Regions from separate parts of the Mus musculus genome. Here region 2 is linked to region 1. A link is a contact called in public Hi-C data. All regions are on one chromosome and are shown on one strand. The core of a region is the stretch at or near the end of the contact, and the rest is flanking DNA. Distances in the headings are between cores, read along the strand shown. Region 1 holds the start of Wdsub1 (WD repeat, SAM and U-box domain containing 1). Region 2 overlaps Baz2b (bromodomain adjacent to zinc finger domain, 2B).

Evidence for each region. Hi-C and Micro-C count contacts between places; a contact is called where the count stands out from the background.
Region 2: a contact with region 1 is called in a Hi-C map of olfactory sensory neurons, with 2.0 times the contacts expected there. The contact joins the enhancer-like site here to the promoter of Wdsub1 in region 1. A contact is called at or near these places in 1 of 39 promoter capture datasets (macrophages), 3 of 484 Hi-C or Micro-C datasets (bone marrow-derived macrophages, nephron progenitors and olfactory sensory neurons), 4 of 115 datasets of contacts at active chromatin or transcription factors (CD8 T cells, embryonic fibroblasts, embryonic stem cells and 1 more) and 4 of 9 other capture datasets (adipose tissue, embryonic stem cells, liver and 1 more).

Annotation. Positions count from the first base shown.
Region 1 is chr2:59,881,228-59,884,935 of GRCm38.p6, forward strand. It overlaps Wdsub1 (WD repeat, SAM and U-box domain containing 1), which reads right to left and starts at 1,379. Exons shown (of 11, transcript NM_001379396.1): 1 at 1,251-1,379. It overlaps Gm52554 (a long non-coding RNA gene), which reads left to right and starts at 1,452. Exons shown (of 3, transcript XR_003954039.1): 1 at 1,452-1,465.
Region 2 is chr2:59,918,094-59,922,330 of GRCm38.p6, forward strand. It overlaps Baz2b (bromodomain adjacent to zinc finger domain, 2B), which reads right to left. Exons shown (of 36, transcript NM_001001182.3): 23 at 4,050-4,124; 24 at 2,202-2,445; 25 at 346-408. Among named protein-coding and RNA genes, the nearest start is that of Gm52554, 38 kb to the left of the region's middle. Within about 2 kb of position 2,363, at least 2 of the 459 cell types and tissues checked have an H3K27ac peak or open chromatin away from gene starts, as enhancers often do. A contact at or near this core is called in olfactory sensory neurons, where this site is marked.

The DNA.
Region 1 (3,708 bases), core at 129-2,628:
GTTCAGGTATCCAAGGCTGACCAGCATTTGTGTGAGTCTGGCTTATTTCACTTAGCAGGGTCATTTCTAGTTCCAACATTTTCCCACAAATATCATGATTTCATTTTTCTTTGTGGCAAAGTAAAATTCTATTGTGTATATGTACCGATTTTAAAAATCCATTTGTATCAGTTTAAAAAAATCCAACTGGCAACAGTCATCTAGATCAGTTCCATTTCTTGTGGTATGCAGCCTTGTACCGCACACAGTGCATGTATCTCTGTGGTAGGACTTAGATCTTTGGCTACATAAGATGTTGTACAGGCAGGTCGAATGTCAGTCTTCTGAGAATGCTTCATACTGATTCCTGCAGCGGCAGCCCCTGTGTGCATTCCCACCGCCAGTGACCACAAAGAAGTAGGCACCCTGTCCATATTGCTTATCTCTGCAACCACAGCATGCAAGGCAGTGCTAGGTACCTAACGTGCTCAAATGAAACTCCGTTCCAAATATAGTTGAGTTTGCTTTTAAATGTTACATATGAAATCTAGCATGGAATGATTTAGAAAGTAAAGCTTCCAAAACAAAAATCTAACTGTGGAAAAACAGTATAATTAAAAATTAGTGCCGGGCATCCTGGCCTGAGCCTGTAACACCAACACTAGGGAGGCAGAGGCAGGACGAGGATCAGGGGTTCAAGATCACCTTCAGCTAAACAAGGAGGTAAAGCCTACCTAACTAGTCTCAGAAAACCAACAAACGAGTAACAATCGCGGCTGAAACCATCCCTAAGAAACAGACGTGACCTCGACTTGTAAAATGGATAATCTCTTGTCTTCATCTAGTTTACGGAAATCTCTACAAATAAATAAGTAAATGTTTTCATTTTCATCTTCTTCCCAAAGTTCAGCAGCCTTCCCTCCAGGTCTCTCATAGCCTCACAAAACAAAACAAGCAGAAACACTCCAACAGGTTCTCGGAAAACAAGCTCAGATGGAGCTTTCTGGAGCCGGTCCAAATCCCCGGAGTGCCAATGCAGCGAGAGACTTTCCGAACCGGCTCCCGCTCTCTCTCTCTCGGCGCACAAGAGGCCGGGCGAGCCAGCAGGCCAGTGGGGTGTGCGTGACCGCAGCCCACCCGGTGGCCCGGTCCTGCCCCCGCCCCAACGCCACCTGGCGTGCAGCCCACACTCACTTCCCTCGCACCCGGACTGAGAGTCCCGCCTCCGGGCGGCTCCTCCCCTGCGCGGCTCCGGGGTCGAGGTCACGCACCTCCGGGTTCTGAGGTCACCAAGTCTGCACTGCCCCGGGCTCGGCCCCGGGCTGGGCCCCGAGCTGGGCTGCTGGGCTGGGCTGCTCACTAGGCAGAGCCCGACTCACTGGGTCACGTGTTACCTAACTGAGGTGGGCGTGGCTGCGGCGCAGGGAGAGCCGCGCAAGCCCCACCCCGCGCCCATGCCCGCGCATGCGTGCCCGCGGCAGCTCCGGTAGGCCGGTTCCCTGTGGGCTTTGGCTGTGGTAATTTACCTGGAAGTTGGTTTTTTTTCTTGTTTGTTTTGGGTTTTGTTTTGCTTAATGGTCCAAATGGGACTATATCATACTGCCGAATGGTAGTTTAACTTTTTTGCTCACAGAAAAAAAAAAGTTAGATTAAGCTCCTTCGTACTTAGATCTCTATCCACACTTCTGAACCTCAACTAGAGCTAAATAGAAATGGAACTACTGGGTGTATGAGCCTAAAGAATTTTCAGACTTACGTTACATACCAAGTACCCAGTGGCTCTGGGTTGTTTGTACTTGGCATGGTTTGTACTCTGAATGATATATGTAGAGTGGTGCCTGTCTCTCCACATTCTTGCCAGACTTGAGTGTTATCTTTTTCTATCTCCATAGTGACTGGAGCCCTGGTGAATGTGTATTTTGTTTGATATGGGCATAGCCGTATCAAGGAGCCCAGTGCCTTAGAGCCATGGGACTGGAAAAGCCACCCCTCCTGTCTGACGTTCTAACGTTAACGGGGTGTGCAGAAATGTCCTCTCTAGCTTTGTCCTCCTGGATGTTTACCGCCTGAAGACTGGTCCCCCACAGAGACTGCTCCTAGTGATGAGCTAAGCCTGTCTCCTTGTTCAGCTGTATACTATAAACCCTGCCATCTTAATTCAGCTATATGTTGAACTGTAACCCCTCTCTGTGTCCAACTGTATGTATTAAACAGGCTGGGTTCCCAGGGTTCTGCAGCCTTTTCCATGAGAGAGCCCAGACCATGTCATCCCAGATTCTGTGGATGTGTGTCTGTCACGCCTTCTTTCCTTTGAGGCCCGTTGCAAGGATGCAGCACATCTCCATCAATTTGACTGGCTATTATCTTAGTAAAATCTGTGAAATCTATGAAAGAAACCTAGGTGATAGTTAATAGTGTCAATGTGTCCAGAGCTAGAATCACCATGGAAACAAAGTTCTGGACATGGCTGTGAGGGATTTTTTTGATTAGGCTAATGAGGTGGAAAGGTCCACCCTAACTGTGGTGGTACCATCCCACTCGGTGACTTGGGCTGAAGAAAAAGGAGCACCAGTGTTTATCTCTTTCTTGACTTGGATGCAATGTGACCAGTTTCCCCAGGCAGTGCTGCCCATGTTCCCTGTCACGATGCTCTTTATCCTCTGGAACTGTGAGCCAAAGTGAACCACCCTTTCCCCAAGTTGCTCTTGCTGTGTGTTTTATCACAGCAATTAGACAAGGGACTAGTAGACCCCGCCTACAAACACCAGTTGTTTGCTGCAGCACGTTCACCCCATGGGACAGGTAGTTTGGGAGAGGCAAGCCCTCTCTGGTAGCTTGTCTCTTGCTTAAAACCTTGGGATATGGAAGACTTTCTAAAATATGCCAAATAGGAATCATTTATAAAGAAAAGATTATAGAGTTAGGTCTCTGTTCCTCCCCAATTTGGACAGATGGACAGGTATTTCCTCTGTAGCACCACCTGAGTCCTTGAGACCAGATGGTAAAAGTCGGGGGAGGGGAGCATACGTAGTATATTTTTGGCTTCTGGTCTCTACATTGGCTTCAACAACATCAAAGTAGATATTGCCACCATCAATCTTCCATTGATTTAGCCACATGATCTCCATGTTCCAGCAATAGTCCACCTCCAGAAAGTTCCAAAGTACAGGTGGTGGTGCATGACAGAGCAGAGTCCCAGCTTCATGGACAGGAGTGAAAAAGAAACAGAAAGGGACTCTATCCCACTACCTGAATCACGGGTGTGTCCTCTACGATCTGATCTGAAGACCTCCCGCTGCCACCACCTTCCAAAAGTGCCAGGGGCTTAAGACCCAAGCTTTTAACACATAGACTTTTTCAGTACATTCCAGATCCAAACCATAGCAAGTGCTTCCCCTGGAACCCAAGTGGCATGTTAGGACTCCCTCAAGAATCATTTCCATTGGTAGGCTGTGAAAGGCCAAACAGTGCTGGGGTCACTCACCTAGCTCTGAGACCACATGGGGAGGCATGGAGGCCCCATCTGTCCATCCAGGCTGAGTTCCAGTAAAGAGTCAGGACCCAGGAGAAGACCTGCCACCTCTCACCTTTCTCTTATGGCAGGAGCCATGTGCTGGACCCTGTCCTCATGACAGTCTATTTCTTGTCTGTCCCAAGGTGCTAGGGGTGTGCGCTCACACAGCCTTAGGTGCAGTCTCCAATGCTAAACTCTTCATTGGTCTTCACTCT
Region 2 (4,237 bases), core at 1,113-3,612, 38 kb after region 1:
CATAAATACCCAAATGTAAAATGAAATGCAAATAACCAAACTATCACTATGAAACATACAGAAATTTGAGTAATAAGTTCCCAGAGATTATATCTTTACTGAAACTTTAAAGTTACAATTTGAAGCACCTGGAACGCGTCATAGCTTTGGACACACACAATGCATTCAGAGCCTTTGACCACGTGCATTGAGCCTGTGAGGCGTAAGAGGGCACCTGTATAGAGTTCTTCTGTTTAGTAACTTATAGAAAGCTTGCTTTTACTTAGCAGTCAGAAAAGCGACCCCCTTTCCACACGGATTTTAGAACCCTGCACACAGAAGTGGACGCGGCTCTGGAGTGCTTACTTTGCTCAGTTTTTCAATCTGTTTTTCTAGCTCCTCAACGCTGGCTGTTTGGTCACCTTCATCCTAAACATAACAAAATGCAGAGTTATTTACCTGCTGGAAAGTTTCATTCTCCAAATACACGAACATATCAAACCCACAGACACACGCACACACACACCCACCCACATCCCCCACACACCTACATTATATATAAATTACATATAGAGTAGTAAACGAGGATGCACGGCGTCTCTTCTGAGGGTATTTTTTTTCGTTTTTGTTTGCAGCGCTGAGGGCTTTACGGATACTACAGAAGTGTCTCAGCATTGAGCTGCCTGAGCTGTGCCCTCAGATCAGCGCTTGTTTAATGGTAGTGCTTAAAGATAAAAGTGAGGGCTGTGTCTGTCAATTGACTTTTGATATATCTCTGGTCATCTTTCCCTGACATTTCTTGCCATACAAAGCACTTTTTTCAAAAGTCACTACCACTTATGCATATACATCAGAAAAGACTAGACCTAGTGAATGGAAGGGAAAGGAGGAAAGACTGTCAAAGTTTTATCATTATCTATTATTTATATACTTCTTATCAGAGTCCAGGGACAGAGTTATTCTGGTTGTTATGTCTGAACTAAAAGTAACATGAATTCTAACTGGAATAAAAGAAACTTCAAAAAGACAATAGGCCCCAACTCCTTAAAACCCGACTCTCAAACAGATGCTTAGTATATATTGGTGTAAAGCAGTCTTTTGATAAACAGGGCAAATGCTTGAGAATTTACTAAAGCAAAAATAGCAATTCAATCAATAGAAAATTGGAATAAGGTAAAAAAATAGTTATGTACCGCCAAACGTGACCCCTCCAACTTTGTACTTCACAAGGAAACAATGTCCAAAACACACTGCTCAGCATGGTGTGCTGTCCCCAGACACTCTTTTCTGTCTCCCCCAGCTCATGTCTACCCTAGCACATATGTCTTAGCTAATGGGTGCAGAATGCTCACGGGAGTGTTCCTCCAAATATTCTTCATGGGCACGTTACACACACTAAACATCTTCCCTATCACACCAATTAACATTTGATATCTATTCTGTATATTAAAAAAAAGTACCCCAAACAACCAAACTTCTTCATTCATGGTGAGGGCTCAGTGATGTATCCATCTTTAGTAAGGTTGCCTGAAACTAATGCTGGACATATACATCATTTTCACTAAGCCTGATAAAGCCCTTTAAGGCAAGAGCAGTGAGCAGGCATAGCACGGTGTGCCAGTGGTGTGTGAGAGATCTGAAGATCAGTCTACACAGATCTAGGGAGGCCTGGAGGGATGATGATAGTCACGTGTTCCTAACGGCAGGGATCCACTCAGAGCAAATGCAGTTAGTGATTTCATGATAGTCAAACTATCACGAGGAAGACTGACACAAAGCAAGATGCCAACAATGTCATCAGGTGACACAAGCCTAGGGGACCACTGTCAGACGCCTGCTGAGTGCAGTGTCTGTACACACAAAGCACACCCAGTTCCTTTCCTTCCGTCCAAGTGCCCTTCCATATACAGCCATGGCACTGACTTGTTCCTTGATTAGCACAAAACAATTTAAGAGACAACTTCAACAGTACTTTCAGGCTGGGAGCATGGCATGGACAAGCCTGGTTGGGGGAGGGGAGGAGGAAGACAAAGGAAGATGGGGGGGGGGGAGAGGAGGAGAAAGAAGAGGAGGAGGAGGAAATCATCTTCAGATGAAGAAACTGGGGCAAGTAAATGTTACAAACTGAATTAATGAGAAGCCCACGGCCTTCCATTTCGTGTTGTTTTCCGGCAGGTTGCACCCTCCTGTTCCCTCTTATACATGAACCTGACATTGATTACCTCATCTTCACAGATATCGGTCTTCTTTCCTTTTTTGTCATCTTTATCTTCCTCATCTTCCTCATCCTCATCAGCTTGGTCGTCGCTGTCATCATCGTCATCATCGTCATAATCACTGTCCCCTCCCTTCCTTCTCCGCTTGCGTCCTGGCGTGGGCGTGCCCAAGGGGTGTTGTTCTTCCCCGAGGTCAATGCCCCCTGAGGCGTCTCTCTTGCCTGTTTTCTTAGCATGAATTATCCTAAGCCTTTAAACATCAGAAGGCACAGAATAAAAAGGTTCTCTTGCCCCCGTTAAGATCATAATTCTCATGCGGTCAATGCCAATGCTTTCTGTTTCCCTTCTTTCCGAGGTACTGAGGATTCAACTCACTGCTTCTTAGTCATCAACCACTAAGATGCATGCCCCACCAGGACGTGGCGTCTTAACTGAGTCTTACTTAGTAGGTTAGCTGGCCTAGAAATTTGTGATCCTCCTGCCTTCTCCTCCTAAGTGCGGGGATTACAGACAAGCAGTGACACATCCACATGATAAGCTTAGTCTTAAGAAAAAACGGTACTCAGCAATATATCAATGGCAGTAAAAAAAAGTATAAGAAAAATTAAGACATATGTTTCCACAAGTTACAGAATATATAAAGTTCTATGAATCACCTTGTGGTAATTAGAAGACATTAGACCAACAAAACTCTGAAAGCTGAGATGAATATCTCTATCAATGTTCAAATGATACTTCCTAATTTCTTCTTTTTCCAATAATTCATTAATATTTTTATGAATTATTATGAATTTCATTTGCATTGGTATTTTGCCTGAATGTCTGTCTGTGAAGGTGTCAGATTCCCTGAAACTGGAGTTACAGACGGTTTTGAGCTGTCGTTGTAGGTGCTGGGAACCGAATCAGAGACCTCTGGCAGAGCAGCCAGGGCTCTTAACCACCAAGCCATCTCTCCAGCCCCCCAATTCTTCCTGATTTCTATACTGTGTGCCTGACTAAATTCCAGTTCAAATTACTGCAAAGAAACTCATCTTGTAATCTTTTTAAACATTCAGTTGATTAGTTTTCATTTTATGTGTTTTCCCTGAATGTATGCATGGGCACTACGTTGAGTGCCTGGTACCCACAGAGGACAGATGAGGGCACAGGTGTCCTGAAACTGGATTTACAAATGGCTGCAAACCACCATGGAGGTGCTGGGAATTGAACTCAGGTCCTCTGCAAGTGCACTAAGCACTCCCAACCACTGAGCCATCTTGCTGGCTCTCAACTGCTCTGCCTCTGATTGTTTGTTTTCATTTGGGAACAGGTACCGCTATGTAACCCAGGCTGGTCTTAAACTCTGGATTTTCCTGCCTCAGCTTTCCAAATGCTGGGATTATAGGCTCACATCATAATCTTTGAGAACGATTCCCTTTTACAGTTAATAAATGTACTGGTTCCTGACTGGAGAGTAATTAAATGTTAATGTTGAATAATTGTTCTTAGATTTTGTAGAGGCAGTTTTAATAAACTCACTAATAAAAAGGATAGTCTCAGGCATTAGTAAGACAAAAGCAATATGGTAGCGACAACAATAGTGGAAAACATGGTCTCCTTCAGAGAGGAAAAAAAAGAAGAAAGAAAGACCTCTTTTATGTTTGAAGCATGAATTCAATAAATCTAATTCCCTTTTTTTTTTTTTTGGTCGGCTATAGACTCTGAACAAAAGTTTTATTAGTTGTAGATTCCATCGTTAGTTTACTATTCCAGATTAAGTACTATCTTTCCGGTCAAAAGAGTTTAAATTCCATCTTTCCAGCCCACCAGCCTCCAGGAGTCTCACACTACCAGCATGACAGCACATTAACTTACTTGCGGAGTTTACCTTCCACCATCCATTTATCTCTTCTCAAGTTAGACATGTATTCAATGTTCTTGTCAATCTCACTGCCAATACAAAAATGTATGAAGAGATATATCAGTTTATGCAAGGTACCTTCTTAGTAGGCATAATCACCTATTTTAGTAGGTAAAATGATACAACACCATTCCACTGCTAC